Linked DNA regions of Mus musculus: region 1 is linked to region 2. The links are chromatin contacts, called in public Hi-C maps. All regions are on one chromosome and are shown on one strand. The core of a region is the stretch at or near the end of the contact, and the rest is flanking DNA. Distances in the headings are between cores, read along the strand shown. Region 1 overlaps Samhd1 (SAM domain and HD domain, 1). Region 2 overlaps Ndrg3 (N-myc downstream regulated gene 3).

Region 1 (3,620 bases), core at 700-3,199, 150 kb after region 2:
ACTGACTCAAAATGAAAACAAACCTGAAATGATCCTATAACTATTTTGAATTGGCTCAACTATGAACAGATATCTGTTCATAATTAACAGATATCTTATCAACGTATGTTATCTTGATGATATGTTTTCTGTTTTGAGTAAAGGTCTCATTACATGACCCACATTGACCTAAACTCACTACACAGCGTGGCCTGGAGCTTGCAATTGACTCCTTGTGGCCTCTGGAGTAATTACTGGAGAATGCTGGATCACACTGTGTGAATTCAGGCACACAATCACTGTTTGAAGTACAAAATCATATTATCCAATAATAGTAATTAGGGAAGCGTGAGACATGGGGTTGGAGAAGTGGCTTAGAGGTTAAGAAAACCTGCTATCCACGCCGAGGACCTGGGTTTGGGCTCCAGCACCAGCATGGTGACTCACACCATCCGTTAGTGCAGATCCAGGGTATCCAATGGCTTATTCTCACCTCTGTACCAGGCACGAAAGTGATCACACACATGTGCATTCAGGCAACACTTATAGAAAATAAAATACATAATTTTAAAAATCCTGTGAAATTGGATCTGGGAAATAATTTTCTTAAAAAGTGTGAAACAGAATCTAGGAAGATTCATTATATATGGGAAGTTTGAAAGTGTTAATAAATTTAGATCTATGAGAAAAGGATTGACTACTATTCAAAAACATTATCCTTATTAAGCTGGGGCTATAACTGCAGATAAGACAGTTAAAAGAAAAAAAAAGTATTCTTATAAATAAAGGGAAGATTGTATTTGTACTATTTGTATAGAAGAATTAATTCCACATGAGGTCAAGTATGAAATGAAAAAAGTAAATATATATTTTTTTAAAGATTTATTTATTTTTTTATTATATGTAAGTACATTGTAGCTGTCTTCAGACACTCCAGAAGAGGGAGTCAGATCTCATTATGGATGGCTGTGAGCCACCATGTGGTTGCTGGGATTTGAACTCCGGACCTTCGGAAGAGCAGTCGGGTGCTTTTACCCACTGAGCCATCTCACCAGCCCCTAAATATATTTTCTAAAGGCTGGAGATACAGCTTAGTTGTACAGCACTTACCTATCACATGTATAACATATGTATTTGACCCCTAGCGCACACACATCAGGCACGCGCACACACAAACACACATATAGCACACAGAGAGAGAGAGACAAATATACACACATGGCACACATACAATAACGGCAGAGTAGCTCCTAGATCCTATTAGATCAGTCCTGCTTGAGAAAGAAATTATAAACCCTGGACAACTAACTCCCTAACTGTTCATCGGCCAAAAGCAAGCAGGTGTTAAAAGGGAGGAAAAGTAGGAGGGGACGGGCCAAGAGCTATCTATTCACACAGGGTGAGGTTGTGGACTAGCATCTGGGATTTTCACACGCTGCTTGTGAGCGGGTAAAGTAGAGCACACTGGAAAACCCAGTTAAGTAAACATCTGGCATATGACTCAGTAATTCTACTTCAGGTATTCAGTCAGGAGACAGGAGAAGATATTTCCACAGAGCTGTTATACAGCATCACCCACAGCAACCTGAGATGTAGTAGCTCAAATCCAAAACAACATGAAGTTCATCCAAAGAAGCAAGGACAAACTGTGGCTCATACACTAGGATACAATCTTAGCAGTAAGAAGCCATCAACGTGCAGGAATCTTAAAATCATTATACGGCACAAAAGAGCATTCACTTATGACTGTACTGTGCCGGGGAGCAAACCTAACAAGTCAATTGTTGTCAAGGGATCTCCCACTAACCTTTGCTCTTAGCCCACTTATCAACTTTTTAAATGGTTAAACATTAGAGGAAGCCCCCCTAAGCCCCCCCCCCCACGAAGTGCAAACAACAGGAAATCATATTTGCAACAGCTTTGATAGTATAAGGGAAACCAAGATACCACATCTAAGAGGAGAGAGGTGAAGCTGTGTGTGTGTGTGTGTGTGTGTGTGTGTGTGCACTGCTGTGGGTCTGATCGCCAGCATCACAGAAAACAAGCCTGACACAAGGGAAATTTCCAAATGATGAAAATGGTCCACATCCCCACTTGCCAAACTCAGATCAGCTCTGCACAGTTTCAGCCAGGAGGGATGGATAGATAGCACACGCCTTTAATCCTAGCTCTACAGAAACAGAAGCAGGCAACAGTTTCAAGGCCAGCTTGGTCTCCACAGTGAGACCTTGTCCTAGAATAAAAACAACACAACATATATCTGCATAATTTATTGAATGCAAATTATACCTAAAAAAAAAAAAAAAGAGGGCAGAGAACAAAGGGCTTGGCGTGTAAGGAGCTTTCGTCTTGCGTCCCTGCGCTTTTCTATGCCAAGGGTAGTAGAAACTGGGAAGCCAATCTCATTTCTCAGAAACTGCTTCAAAATGTACAGGTTCATCTCCAGTAAATGTGTAATTATAAAGGGTTCGCTTAAAGCCTGAAGTGAGGGTGTACCATACGCTCAGCATTGGGGAGGCTGAGGCAGAACAGAGGACAAAGTCACCCTGAACTATATAGGAAGACCCCGTGTTAAAACAAACGCTCAGTTACTGAGACCGACGATACTTAAGTTCACGGCTATTACCAAAATGAAAGCTGAAGCTGGGCTTTAAAAACAAACCCTAGGGGTTGCCGAGATGGCTCAGAGTTTAAGAGTAGTGTCTACTCCTCTAGAGGTCCTGAGTTCAATTCCCAGCAGCCACGTGGTGGCTCATAACGATCTAAAATGAGAGCTGATGCCTAAGAGTTCTGATTCTGCAGGCAGAATATTGTATATATAACAAATGAATGAACAAATAAATAAATCTTTAAAAGAAAACAAAGTCTACAGTAATCTGACAGAGTAGAACGGACACTGCATTGAAAGAGGGGAGCTGGCTCTCCAGGGCTGGTCCACCACTCCATGACCCTGTGAAGTCAGGCACATCTCTATGCTTCTGAGGGCTCTGAACAGAAGATAAGGTCCTTTCTCCACAGGCTACTGTGAGGGCTGAAACACAGACCCATGAACAGAAGCACCCTGAATGCTGTCCCAGGGAAGGATGCTACAACACACAGAAGGAAACAGATCTTAGTTGAATAACTAGATAAAATACTACTTCTTTCTATGGACTTTGCGACACATCAATACATACCTTCCACTTTTTCTCTGGGCGAGCCCGTGGGATAAACCTTCCATCAAACATATGAGAAAATGGCCCATGACCTAAAAACAAAAGCAGTCTTCAAATAAAAAAAATATTTATAAATTGGTAAAAACTGAAAAGTTAAAAAATTTTTGTTTACTTTGAATATCAACAGCTACTGTTAATAATGTATACATTAATAATAATAATTAGTAATAATAAAAACAGAACACACCTGACCTTTCAATTTTCCAAATCAACAGACTAAGAGGCAAGGCCATATTGGAAAGTTAACACTGCTTGGATTGGTCTCCAGTTTTGTATTAATGACAAGGAATGCTAAAGAGTTTTTCGTAAAATAGTCAAGGTTCATTTATTTTGGGCTGGGGTTGCGGCTCAGTGGGAGAGCCAATGCCTAGTACATACAGGTCCTACAGTTGAGTCTGATCGCCAAAACCGAAAAGCATACAAGAA
Region 2 (3,848 bases), core at 734-3,233:
AAAACAACTACACTATATCCCAGACCAGTTCCGTAAGGTGTCAGTAAGAAGGCACAGCTTGGCATTAGCGACTCTTACATCTCCACATGTAGTTCCAACCAGAAGCCAAGCCTGAGTCATGCTGGCACCGTCTTTACCCCTGAGACTGGTCTGGAGCTGGGGTCTGGGATCTGCATTGTTAAGCACTCCCCTACCTGATTCTGAGGTCAGGTTACTTCCTTGCTGAAGCTAACCTGTCTGCTTTCCCCTGCCCTGAGAATACTCATTTCTGTGGCCAGACCTGCGCTTTATAACTATAGATTTTAGTATCTTCCTCTTCTTTGTGGTACAGTCCTTCATATACACAGAAAAATGGTATTTAATGAGTAGAGATTTCTGGAAACACTGTGGGGGGCAGTCAGCAGAAGTCAAGAAGGTGTTTACAGACTGCCAAAGGAGAGAACATAAAGTCTAGTGAAAGTCAAAGGAAGGAGTGACAAAGAGAAAAGGTCACAGGGAAGAGGGTGGGGCTGCCAGGATGCAATGTAAGTCAGAAAAAATATAAGTCAGTAGAGTAAGATGTTATAAAGGGCCTTGCTTTGGACAGAGAGAGAAGCTAGCATTGACATCTTTTGGTGCGCTCTCTCATCCCCTCTCGCCCACCAGTCTAACCACACCCTCTCCATTCTTTCCTCTAAGGATGTTGTAGACTAACACCGGCTAGAAAGTATTTAACAGAGCATCGTTAGGACAGTAAGCCAAAAGAACAGTGTAGGAAAGAGTTTCTGGTGTGCACACTGAACAGGGAGGGACAAGAAAGATCTGCTGAGTTCTAGTGGCTTTCAAGTATGCCATTCATCATGAAATTCTCCAACACCAAGATAAAATGAGGCACACTCTGCTGGATGTGGTAGAGGCAGGCGGATTTCTGAGTTCGAGGCCAGCCTGGTCTACAAAGTGAGTTCCAGGACAGCCAGGGCTATACAGAGAAACCCTGTCTTGGAAAAAAAAAAAAAACAAAAAAACCAAACACCTTTACTACCAAAAAATAAGGTAAACTCCTGACAGCTATCTCTGACGAAAATGGTCACATTGCAGACTCAGCAAACTTTTGAGAGAGCACTGGAGCCTGTACACATCACTAGCCATGCATGTTAAAATCTCCTTATGGAAACTAAAAGTCAAACATTTGGATCCTAACAAATACCACCTTGACACTTTCTATCTAAGTTGGTTGTATTATTTTTTCCTTTCTATAAAATAGAAAAACTTCAGAAAAATGACCGAATTTGCCTATGGAAAACAAAGGGTCAGGGAGACATCAAAGAGTAGGTTAGGAAATGAGTTTCAAAAAGTATCCCCATCAATAAGAATCAAGCTAAGTATTTTACTTAGTAGTCTCATATATAAAAAGTTAATTAATAGCACAAGAAAACCATCTACTCATCTTTGAGCTAAAACGAAACAGGCGTTACCTTATCATTTAGAAGCGGTTTGATCTCTGTGAGTTGAACATCCTGAAGTTCATCCATGAGGATGGCTCAGAGCAGATGAGTCTCAAGGATGAACCAGGAACTCTGAAACAGAAGAGAAGGAAGAGGAAACATGCTTACGCTGGCATTGGAAACACGACATCATCCATTCAGATACTGGACTTTCCTCCATGTACATCTTGTACTGCACAGGGCACAGCAGACGCACAGTGGAGGCAGACGGGCTCTCAACTGGCCTGTTGTTCTTCCCCTCTGGTATTCATACCTTTGCGCCCCAAACCCCACCCCTGAGTGTGGGGCAGGATCTATGTCTTGCTTTTGACTAACAGAATGAGGGAAATAAGAACGTACATGAGTGCTTTCATGTGGTACATTACAAAGTATTTAAACACCTGTCTTGCTGCCCTGCTGGTTGCATTGAGCCAGCTGGCATACTAGAAGAGAGCCATGTGGCAGGGAACTAAGGGCAGCTTCCCGTAAGACAGCAAAGAGAGGGAGGGGAAGGACAGAAAGTAACTGAGACACTCGGTTCAATAATCTCTACAAGAAACTGAATACTGCCAGCAAGCACATGACGCTAGAGATAGCTTCCTTCCCAGTGGGGACTCAGCTGAGAGAACCCTGACACTTTGTTTGAAGCCTCAGCAAGGACACATGACACCTTGAGATAATAAAGGTGTGTTGTCTTAGGTTACTATGTCTGTGGTGGTATTTTAAACAAAGAACAATAGATACAATAGTTTTTGCAGTCTGCAGTGTATATCGTGGTTCCTAAAGATGGGCAAGAGAACAATACTCTCAGAATTATGCTTCTGGAAGCAACGATGTGGAGAGAGGATTAAGGAAGGCAACAGCTGAAAATTAGTGATATAGAATAGGACCCTGTACTGGCCGGCTTTGTGTGTCAACTTGACACAAGCTAGAGTTATCACAGAGTAAGGAGCCTCCCTTAAGGAAACGCCTCCATGAGATCCAACTCTTAGGCATTTTCTCAATTAATGAATAAGTGGGGAAGGCCCACTGTGGGTGGTGCCATCCCTGGGCTGGTAGTCTTGGGTTCTAATAAGAAAGCAAGCTGAGCAAGCCAGGGAAAGCAAGCCAGTAAGGAACATCCCTCCATGGCCTCTGCATCAGCTCCTGCTTCCTGACCTGCCTGAGTTCCAGTCCTGACTTCCTTTGTTGATAAACAGCAATGTGGAAATGTAAGCTGAATAAACCCTTTCCTCCCCAACTTGCTTCTTGGTCATGATGTTTATGCAGAAACAGAAACCCTGACTAAGACAGACCCTAAATTAGTAATGGCAAGGGCAGTGAAAACAAATCAACAACTCTACTGAGGAATCTCAGTGTAATAAGGAGAACGGTAGCTGACCTGAGATGACCTTCTAAGAGTCCACTATCCTTGATACTTGATATTCACACTCAAATGTAATCACCCACCTGAACAAATCAGGAATGTCGTACATTACTCATAGAACATAAGCGAAGTGATAAAATATGACTTTTTAGAATTCCCTTACATGGACATTTTAGTTTCTGTGATTTCTATCACCAAGGGAGAAAACTAGTATATTGTTAGGGCACACACAGACCTCTGAAGGTCCACGTAGAGGAACCAACACATCAATACTAACCTGCTAGCCACATGAGTGATCTTGCAAAAGAAGTCTAAAGCCTCAGTCAGAGCTTAGATGTCTAAGCCATAGAAACACCTGACTGCAACCATATGAGACACTGACCAAATTGTACTGTCAAGGCATTCTGGGTTCCTGACCCACAGAAACTATAAAAGATAATAAATAATTTTATTTCAAAAGGATATGTTCTACAGCAATAAGTAGCCAGTAAGGAGGACCACATTGTGGAGTTCAAAGAAAGGAAGGTGGCTGAGGGAGATGAGGTAACTAAGCAGAAAGCCTTCCTTCACCCCAGCGTACAGCCCTGGATAGGCTGTAAGCACTGGATACTGCAGCCACATGGTTCTCCCTCTGTGGAGAAAGCACCACACTTTCTTCCTTCTTTCTTGTCCCTGGACCTATCAGAGCAGGAAAAAACCCTAACTCAATGATCTTGAATTGTGGCCATTCAACGCCACTTACTGGAAAGCTCCTGTGCAAAGCACTAGGAAAGATCAGAGTGTCTCTTCCTCCTAGGAACTTACAGAACAGCAGAGATGACTATGGTCTCTAAAATGATAAATATAAAGAATAGTCAAGAGTCCTAGGTGGGAACAATCACTTCTAACCTGTGAGAATTAAGACAACTTTCAAAAGAGACTGGTGTGCTACAAAAGAGACTGGTATACTATAGATGCTTGACAAATGCTGGAATTATACCCTGACTAAACCCACGGTGGACAGAAATTATGCTCAAATG

What was found. A called contact is a pair of places that touch in the nucleus more often than the background predicts.
Region 1: a Hi-C map of CD4 T cells shows a contact between it and region 2, with 2.1 times the contacts expected there. The contact joins two enhancer-like sites. A contact is called at or near these places in 3 of 484 Hi-C or Micro-C datasets (all in CD4 T cells), 1 of 115 datasets of contacts at active chromatin or transcription factors (embryonic stem cells) and 4 of 9 other capture datasets (adipose tissue, embryonic stem cells, liver and 1 more).

Annotation. Positions count from the first base shown.
Region 1 is chr2:157,117,327-157,120,946 of GRCm38.p6, forward strand. It overlaps Samhd1 (SAM domain and HD domain, 1), which reads right to left. Exons shown (of 16, transcript NM_018851.4): 6 at 3,156-3,226. Among named protein-coding and RNA genes, the nearest start is that of Samhd1, 16 kb to the right of the region's middle. Within about 2 kb of position 1,950, at least 24 of the 459 cell types and tissues checked have an H3K27ac peak or open chromatin away from gene starts, as enhancers often do.
Region 2 is chr2:156,968,583-156,972,430 of GRCm38.p6, forward strand. It overlaps Ndrg3 (N-myc downstream regulated gene 3), which reads right to left. Exons shown (of 16, transcript NM_013865.2): 2 at 1,455-1,556. The coding sequence starts at 1,511. Among named protein-coding and RNA genes, the nearest start is that of Ndrg3, 22 kb to the right of the region's middle. Within about 2 kb of position 1,984, at least 26 of the 459 cell types and tissues checked have an H3K27ac peak or open chromatin away from gene starts, as enhancers often do.